Regions from separate parts of the Rattus norvegicus genome. Here region 2 is linked to region 1. A link is a contact called in public Hi-C data. All regions are on one chromosome and are shown on one strand. Each heading gives the region's core, a stretch centred on a gene start, on an enhancer-like site or on the middle of the called end of the contact. The rest is flanking DNA. Distances are from core to core; before and after follow the strand shown.

The links. A called contact is a pair of places that touch in the nucleus more often than the background predicts.
Region 2: a Hi-C map of the A7r5 cell line shows a contact between it and region 1, with 2.2 times the contacts expected there. The contact joins the promoter of Spred1 here to the enhancer-like site in region 1. A contact is called at or near these places in 7 of 12 Hi-C or Micro-C datasets (the A7r5 cell line, the Rat2 cell line, Schwann cells and 4 more) and 1 of 1 datasets of contacts at active chromatin or transcription factors (oligodendrocytes).

What each region holds. Positions count from the first base shown.
Region 1 is chr3:124,276,996-124,281,034 of GRCr8, forward strand. The region is part of intron 2 of LOC134486426 (a long non-coding RNA gene); the gene reads right to left. Among named protein-coding and RNA genes, the nearest start is that of Tmco5a, 92 kb to the left of the region's middle. Within about 2 kb of position 2,451, at least 54 of the 93 cell types and tissues checked have an H3K27ac peak or open chromatin away from gene starts, as enhancers often do. A contact at or near this core is called in the A7r5 cell line, where this site is marked.
Region 2 is chr3:124,434,882-124,438,915 of GRCr8, forward strand. Spred1 (sprouty-related, EVH1 domain containing 1) reads left to right here and starts at 2,349. Exons shown (of 7, transcript NM_001047089.2): 1 at 2,349-3,224. The coding sequence starts at 3,193.

The DNA of each region.
Region 1 (4,039 bases), core at 1,201-3,700:
GTATAATATTCATATAGAAATTTAGCCTCATGGGAGAGAAGAAATCAAGTTGTCACATTTGCAATGTTTCCTACTAAAGATGTCTCAGCCTGAGGTTGTGAAGGAACAGGGAAAGGTTTAAATTATTTCTGAACATATGTATTTCTATAGTATAAATAAAAATACATAAAATAAATGTCTTAAATATATTTTTTATTAAAATACTTTACCTGATCAACTGGGTATTTAGCGCTTTGAACACAAGTTGAAAGACAAATGAAGTTTATCACACAAGTCGTGTCTTCCATGGGATGAACTTAAGTAAAAACTCTAAATTGGTGGCTGGACAAACAAGCACTGGCCTTGCATCTTACAAAGTTGGACACTGCCCATTCCAAAGCTCATAAGAAAATACCCAACTATCCTGATTGCTCTTCTTTTTACCCCCAGAGACACAGAAAGTATAACTGAGCCCACGTGGCTCCAGTCTGTTACAGTAAAGATGCTGATGATGTTACTAATGGTAATGGTGATAATGGTGATGACAATGACAGTGATGGTGCTGATGATGGTTATAGTGATGGTGGTAACAGTGGTGATGACAGTGATGGTGCTGTTGATAGTTATAGTGACAATGGTGATGGTGGTGATGATAGTGATAGTGTGATGATAGTTATAGGGATGGTGACAGTGATGGTGCTATTGATGGTTATGATGATGATGATGAGAGTGATGGTGCTGATGATGATTATAGTGACAATGGTGATGGTGGTGATGATAGTGATGGTGCTGATGATAGTTATAGTGATGGTGATAGTGATGGTGCTGTGATGGTTATAGTGATGATGATAGTGATGGTGCTTGTGATGGTTATAGTGACAATGGTGATGATGGTGATGATAGTGATGGTGCTTGTGATGGTTATAGTGACAATGGTGATGATGGTGATGATAGTGATGGTGCTGTTGATGGTTATAGTGATGGTGGTGACAATGGTGATGATAGTGATGGTGCTGATGATGGTTATAGTGATGGTGGTGACAATGGTGATGATAGTGATGGTGCTGATGATGGTTATTGTGATGGTGGTGACAATGGTGATGATAGTGATGGTGCTGATGATAGTTATAATGATGGTGATGATAGTGATGGTGCTGTTGATAGTTATAGTGATGGTGATGATAGTGATGGTGCTATTGATGGTTATAGTGACAATGGAGATGGTGGTGATGACAGTGATAGTGCTGATGATGGTTATAGTGATGGTGGTGACAGTGATGGTGCTGATGACGGTTATAGTGACAATGGTGATGGTGCTGATGATGGTGATGGTGCTGATAACGGTTATAGCGATGGTGTTGACAGTGGTAATGATAGTGATGGTGCTGTTGATGGTTATAGTGATGATGATAATAGTGATAGTGCTCGTGATGGTGATGACAGTGGTAGTGATGATAGCAATATGGCACTGATGGTGACAAGTTATGATGCTGATAACTTTAAACATATCAATGTCATCTTTGATGAATATAAAAAGCCAGAGAGCCCCTAAGTGCTAGTGGAATGGGGAACACTCCAGGAGGAGGAGGAAAGGTATACAGAATTAAGGAGGAGGTCAGTGGCTTAGTCCTCTTCATCCCTGACCTCTCTTTTTGTCTCCAGAAACAAGATAGCCAACTCTACTTGCCTTTTAGATTTTGATTTAGTCTTTGTTATTACTTTTGCAGTGTGAGCATGGTGCTCTGTCAATTAATTCTTCCTCCACATGGGCACTGAGAACAAATGGAAACAAGTCTCCCCCTAGCAAAAATGTTGGCAGCGCATTAAACAGGCCCCTCTGACTCTCCTTTTCTATTTTTATTGTTTGGGGTTTTTGGTGGTAGTGAATGCTGGGCCCATCTCAAGTCTCCCTTAGCTCCCTCCAATCAATGCGCATCCATCCCCAGAGGCCCCAGAGCCTCTGAGAAGCAAGTAGCAAATGGAATGAAAGGCAACAAATGATCCGCAGCCCCAGAGCTTTGTTTCCAGAAGCATCTGGTGGACACTTCCAGATCTCTGAGTCTGGAAATGACAGGAAGCAGTAAAGGCAGCTATGTGGCTCAGAAAAAAAAAAGGGGGGAGGTACAGACTTGAATGTCTTGCCATTATTAAATTTCCCAGTAAACCAGAGTCTTCAAAGTTTGCCAGATTTTTGCCTAACCTCATCCACATTTAAATGTCTTCGGAAAACCAGGAAGAGCATTTAGAGGGGAGACTCATTCATGTTTGGACTCGGGCAGACTTAGGAACCTTTGATAACACTATCCTTACCCTGCCTGGCCACACCACCAAGCCGTCAGCAAGAACTCCCTCAATGGGCACAAGATTTCCCCTGGAATTTACAGAGCAGAAACCTTAAACACATATCAGCAGAAGAACCAGATTACATAATGTCTCCATCACCCTCCTGACAGCTACAATTATGAGTCAATTCTGGTTTAAATATGAAACCGGAAGCTCCGCATTTCCCCTCTGACGATGTGGCAGGCTAAGTTAGAGCTCTCCAGGCCTGTCAGTTTGGAGATCTGAGCCGCTTCCATAGTCACTAATCTAGCAAGAGACCAAATGACCGGGTAATTAAAAGCAGCACTGCAGAGAGCCCTGCTCTGCGCCAGATGTTCTCCTTGCTCAGCCATTACCCACAGAAGGAACAGAAATACACCCCGCCCCCAGCCTGGCCCTTTAAATTCTCCTTTTCTTTATCCTTTCCAGCTAATTTCCGGCTTCTGATCTTTCAATCCCACAAAATAAAGTAAAAATAAAAGCCCCATTACGGAAAGATGGCATGTTATTGAACACATGACTGTAAGTTGTAATGCTCTCTGTAGTCTCCTCTTTGTACGTCTTAAAGCATTCCAGCGCCTGAGACGTTACGTTACCCTGGCAACCTCACATGACTAAGGACTCCAGAGAGCCCCACCTAGCTGCAGGGACTCATTTAAGTCAACAAGGACCACCCCTACACTTAGTAGCCCAGAGACTGAGTAAATAGCACTGCTGGTGGGGGAGTGGGGTTTATTTTAGGGACCAAAGACTGTTTAATGAGGTAGCCCCTCCCTTTTTTTGTTTTCTTTCTTTCGTTCGTTCTTTCTTTCTTTTTTTAAACCCCAAACACAAGACAAATAAAACTCCCCATCCTACCCTTTAGAGAAGCCTCATTAAGGTCGCGGGTCAGCTGGAAAATAGAAGAGAGGTCTTCTGGGCATTTTTCTAGCTAATGGACCAATTACAAGGCTCAAAAAAAAAAAAAAAAAGCCAATAATTCATTCCTGCAAAAATGAAAAGGAAAAAAATGGCAAAGTGTAACAGAACTTCTGTGAGCTTATCAGATTGGAAAAGGCAGTTTGTGTCTGTCTCCCTAACTTCACTGAAGGCTGCCCTGACTTTAGAACCTCAGATGCCTGCCTAAAGGATCTTTCAGGGACAGAGACTGGAGAAGCAATCCTGATTCTAATTAGTGGCCATAAATACATTGTTTAACCTTTTTAGAGTAATGGAAACAGAGTTTCTGAGTGCCCGTGGGCTGGCCTCAAACTCATTGTGTAGCTAAGGATAACCCTTGAATTCTTGACGTATTTCCCAAGTGCTAAGATTGCTGGTGTGTACCAGCTTTCGACTTTCAACTATAGCGATCTCCTCTGGATTGTTAGCATTTGCTAAGACCGCGCTGCCTGCTCATGACCAAGCTGAAGGACAGAAAGCAGCAGGATGATTTGGAGAGCATTCACCAGGTCTGTGTGAAGGGCACTGTTCTCATGCTAGTGTGTGGCCTGTGCTCTAGCCCAGGTAGGGCCTGGCCTGTGGGGAGCTTTACGCTGTGCTGGTTGAGTCTACGAGGTTAAAGAGAATGAATCAAATCAGGAGAGGATCTTAGCTGTCAGAGAGGATGTCCTTACAAAGGCAAAATGCAGACTAGAATGACAGTTAAATGAAACCCCAGGATAAGAAGGGAAATTATTGTGCACAGCCCCATACTAGTGGTCAAGCTATACCCTAAATACGGAAACACCGAGGCACCATT
Region 2 (4,034 bases), core at 1,099-3,598, 160 kb after region 1:
TCAGTTGTGATGACTTCTGGGCTATGCAGGAGCCTCAGACAGCTGTGTCTCCTCACAAGAGAAAGCTGCCTTTGCAAATGGCCAACTTTGTCCTTAATCACACTATGATGGTTATCATTGTTGATGGCTTACCGAGGGCCAGGCCATGTGTCTACTGGGGTACACAGAAGACGACAGATGGTTATTTGTTGAATCACTGAACAATGCTGAGTGCTTTACAATTAACCTTCACATGCCATCACTTTGACATGGGCTTTACAACTTCTGTTTTACAAAATTATAGCGAGAACCGGACATACTCTCACCTTGGAATTTGTTCTAAGTGCTTTATTTGTGTTGCCAGCCCATTAATCCACATGAAAGCTCTGTGAAATAGATACCATTAGCCCCATAAACTAGACGGAGTTTAAGTGACTTGCTTAAGATCAGTCTATGGGTGACTTAGACTTGACTTAAGCTCTCCTCTCCCACCTCAGTACTGGGGATTTAGCCCAGAATCTCATGCCTTTCCCCACCCCCAGACATCCCACTACAAGGCTAGACCTTTGGCTCCTTTTTCATTAAACATTTTTATTTTGAGACAGGGTCTTGCTAAGTTAAGGAAGTTAGCCTTGAACTGGCTGTGTAACCCAGGCAGATCTGGCTGTGTAACCCAGGCAGGCAGACCTTGAACTCACAACCCTTCTATCTCAGCCTCCACATTAGCTGGAATCATAGGCCTGTGACAGTCTGGCCCAGATTGATTTAAACCAGAGTGGGTAAAGCCAGTTAGTGGCAGTACAGTACCTGGAGAACAGACTAGCATCAACACTCTGGGGTTCAGATTCTGCACATCATAAGATCAAGTTCAAAATGGTAGGGGTAGAGATCTCTTCCCAGGCTCCGCTTACTCACTCCTCTTTCCCATCCCCACTTGCTCTAAAGATGAACAATCCTGCAGACGTGGCCGGAAGGCAGTTATATAAAGAAACCTCAGTGATCCAAGGAATGGGTTTTTGGTGCACGGCTGGCTGGGTTGGCGCCCTTATTCCTTCCTCAAACATACATTAGGCACTCTTATGTGCACAGTACTGTTAACACATTAGTGTGTACTCATTCCGAGAGCAGCAATTCTGAAGCTTCCTGGAAACCCGTGGCTGAGGAGTGATGGTTTCCTTAGGAGGCCCTCTCCACTTCTTCCCCTGGAACTGTTCTATCTCTCCTGGTGACTGGAGCGGCAAGCTTCCTTCCCTGGAGGTTAAGTAAACTTGAGAACAAAGTGAAAAGCCTAGCGAAGAACCGCCTGGGGAGACACCACAGCACCTTGGGAGCGCTAGGGAGAGTCAGTCCCCCAGGCCATCTTGTCTTTAGGCGACTTCGTAGATAGAGAAGAGATAATAGAATTTATAGAGCTAGGAGTTCCTAGCCCTCCGGTCACAAAGATCCCAGGCTTCAGCCCTCAACCTTAGAAGGTTCTTGTGCAAAAAAGACCTTTGGGGATGATTGCATACATTGTCCTCTGACAATGCAAACGTGACAGCTGCCTATCCAACAACCGTTCCGCCTCCGTTCACCAAAGTTCGTGCCACACAGGCTTCTCCTGCGCTATAGTTATGCAACCTCGCTCGCAGCGGGAGTTATTTCCTGTGCTGCTGGATGCGCCAGATTCACGTAACCCGCCTACCCCGGGCTTCAATGGAAGCCGTTCTCCATTAACAAGCACTCGAGCTTTCAGAGATGAATGCCCAGCCTTGCATGCTGTTTGCGCAGTGAGAATCGGGCTGCGAGGTATTGAAACCAACTCTTTCTACACACACACACACACACACACACACACACACACACACACACACACACACTACTCCTACCCTTGTGCAAGCAGCAAGGGGACTGCAGCAATGCAACATGAGGGACAGCAGGAGGAGCTCGCTTTGCAGTCCTGGCCTGTAACCCCCACTAAGAGATGAACTCATGCCAGTTCCATTCTTTGCAAGAAAAACACAACACACGCGCGCGCGTGCACGCGGACTGAACAGAACGGAGTGGCCTTCTGATTTCTTTCCCCAGCACACGGTGTGCTTGCCTGCTCGTCCGGGCAACCCGGATATTCCAGGCCGAGTAACGGGGAGTTGCGCGTCGCAACAATGCCAGTCCCGGAGCAGCTCGGCTCACAGCTCCCACCCCCGCCCCCTTTCCGCGGCGTGCCAAGAGTTTGGAGCGCGCGCACGCACACGCGCGCGATGCAGTGCAGCGACATATCCCTCCGCCACCCTCCTCGCCCCGCTCCCGCTGCCCGACGATTTGGGAAGCGAGGGGAGGAGGGAACTACTTTTCTGAAACTTGTTATGCTGCCCACGATCTAGAGCTGCAGTGATTCGACTGCGGGCCGCGGCTTTCAGGTCTCCCCCACCCCTCAGAGGCCCCGCGCCTCCGGCTCGCAGCCGTGCCCCACGTCCTCCCGCCTGCTCCCGCGCGAGCCCCGCCGCCCCAGAAATCGCGAGGGACTACTTCGCCTGCCTCTCCCGCGGGCGCCCCCGGTTCGAGCGGCGGAAGGAGCGGGCGGCGTGAGCGCTTCCGCCGCCCCCCTCGCGGCTCCCCTCTCGCGGGCGTGAGGAGCGGGCAGCGGAGCTGCGCTGGTCTCGGCCCTCCTCACCGCTGCTCGGCACTGTGCCCTCGGGCTCCGACACTCGCCTCGCGCCCTGTCTGCGGCCCCCAGCTGGAGCGCGTCTGAGGGAGCCCCTGAGGGCCGACCAGGCGCGCCGCGCGGGCAGCCGGCGGCCAGGCGGGAGATGGTGCGCGGCACCTCGGGACCGCGCCGCCTCCCGCAGCCAGCGCTCGGCTGCCCCCAGCCGGCTCCCGCCGCCCGCCCGTCGCCGCGCCCCTGAGAGCAGCACCGCCTTAGCCACCGACCGAGTTCCCTCAGCGCCCTCAGTCGCCCGCACCGTCTCGGCTTCGCACCCGACCTCGGCGCGGCGAACCGCTGGGGTCGCCACGGCCGCGCTCGCCGCCGCCGCCCCCCTGCGGGGGTGGCCGGGCTGCCCAGCTCGTAGGGCGCCGCTCCGGGTGAGGCGTCCACCATGGTGAGGCCCCCGAGCCGCTGCCCGCGCGCCCCGCCGGCCGTCGTCGCCCGCTGCCCCTCGGTGCCACCGCTGCCGCTGCTTCCCCGCCTGCTGTTGCTCCTCCATCTCCTGAGCGGATCACGGTGAGGGAAAGATGAGCGAGGAGACGGCGACTTCTGACAACGAGTAAGTGAGCCCTGGTCTGGTTGAGCCGGGTGGGCAGCCCCCTCCCCCAGCCCGTCCCGCCCGGGAGGTGATAGATGCCCGATGTGTCGGACCATTTTCTTTAATGGCAGCACCCCTTTCCATTCGTGCATTTTCGCCTCTCTGCTTGGGGAAGGGTATCGGCTGCAGTGCAGAGGCGGCGTAGCAGTCGGAGGTCTCCGAGACCGAGTAATAATGTGGGTAGCTCAAAGTGGAGTAGAAACTACCCTTTGCCTGCCCTTCACTCCGGCATCACCCCCCCTAAGCCCCCCAACACCTTGAACATCCAGCCACCCTGCCTTTACAGCTATTTCGCTCGGAAACTAATGTGTGGGAGCACCTCCAGCCGCAAACTGCTCTTGAATCCTAATTCGATGACTCAGTGACTCTTAAATACCGACTAAGCCTTCGCCCCCCGCCCCACTTTTTAAACTTATGACCTATACTAGTCTAGTAAAAAGATAGGGTTAGGGAAACATTTTAAGAATTAAATAGGATTAAGGACACCTGGAGTGTGGGTGATGTTGAGCTATTGTGTTTTTACCTTCGCGAGTGTTAAACCGGTCTTCATCAAGAACAGTAATTAAAAATTTTGAATGCTAGCGTTCGGCTTCCTTTTGTGATAAAGCACGATTTACATTGCCGAACGCGTTGGTGACTTCATCTGAGCTTCATCCGTGACTTTTAAGTTTTTGCTTGTTTGGACTGTCTTTAGGTTTTCCAAACGAATCACCGTGCCTTTTAAATATTTTGCTTTAGTGTAGCAGCCTCTTGGAGGAATAATGGTGCTGT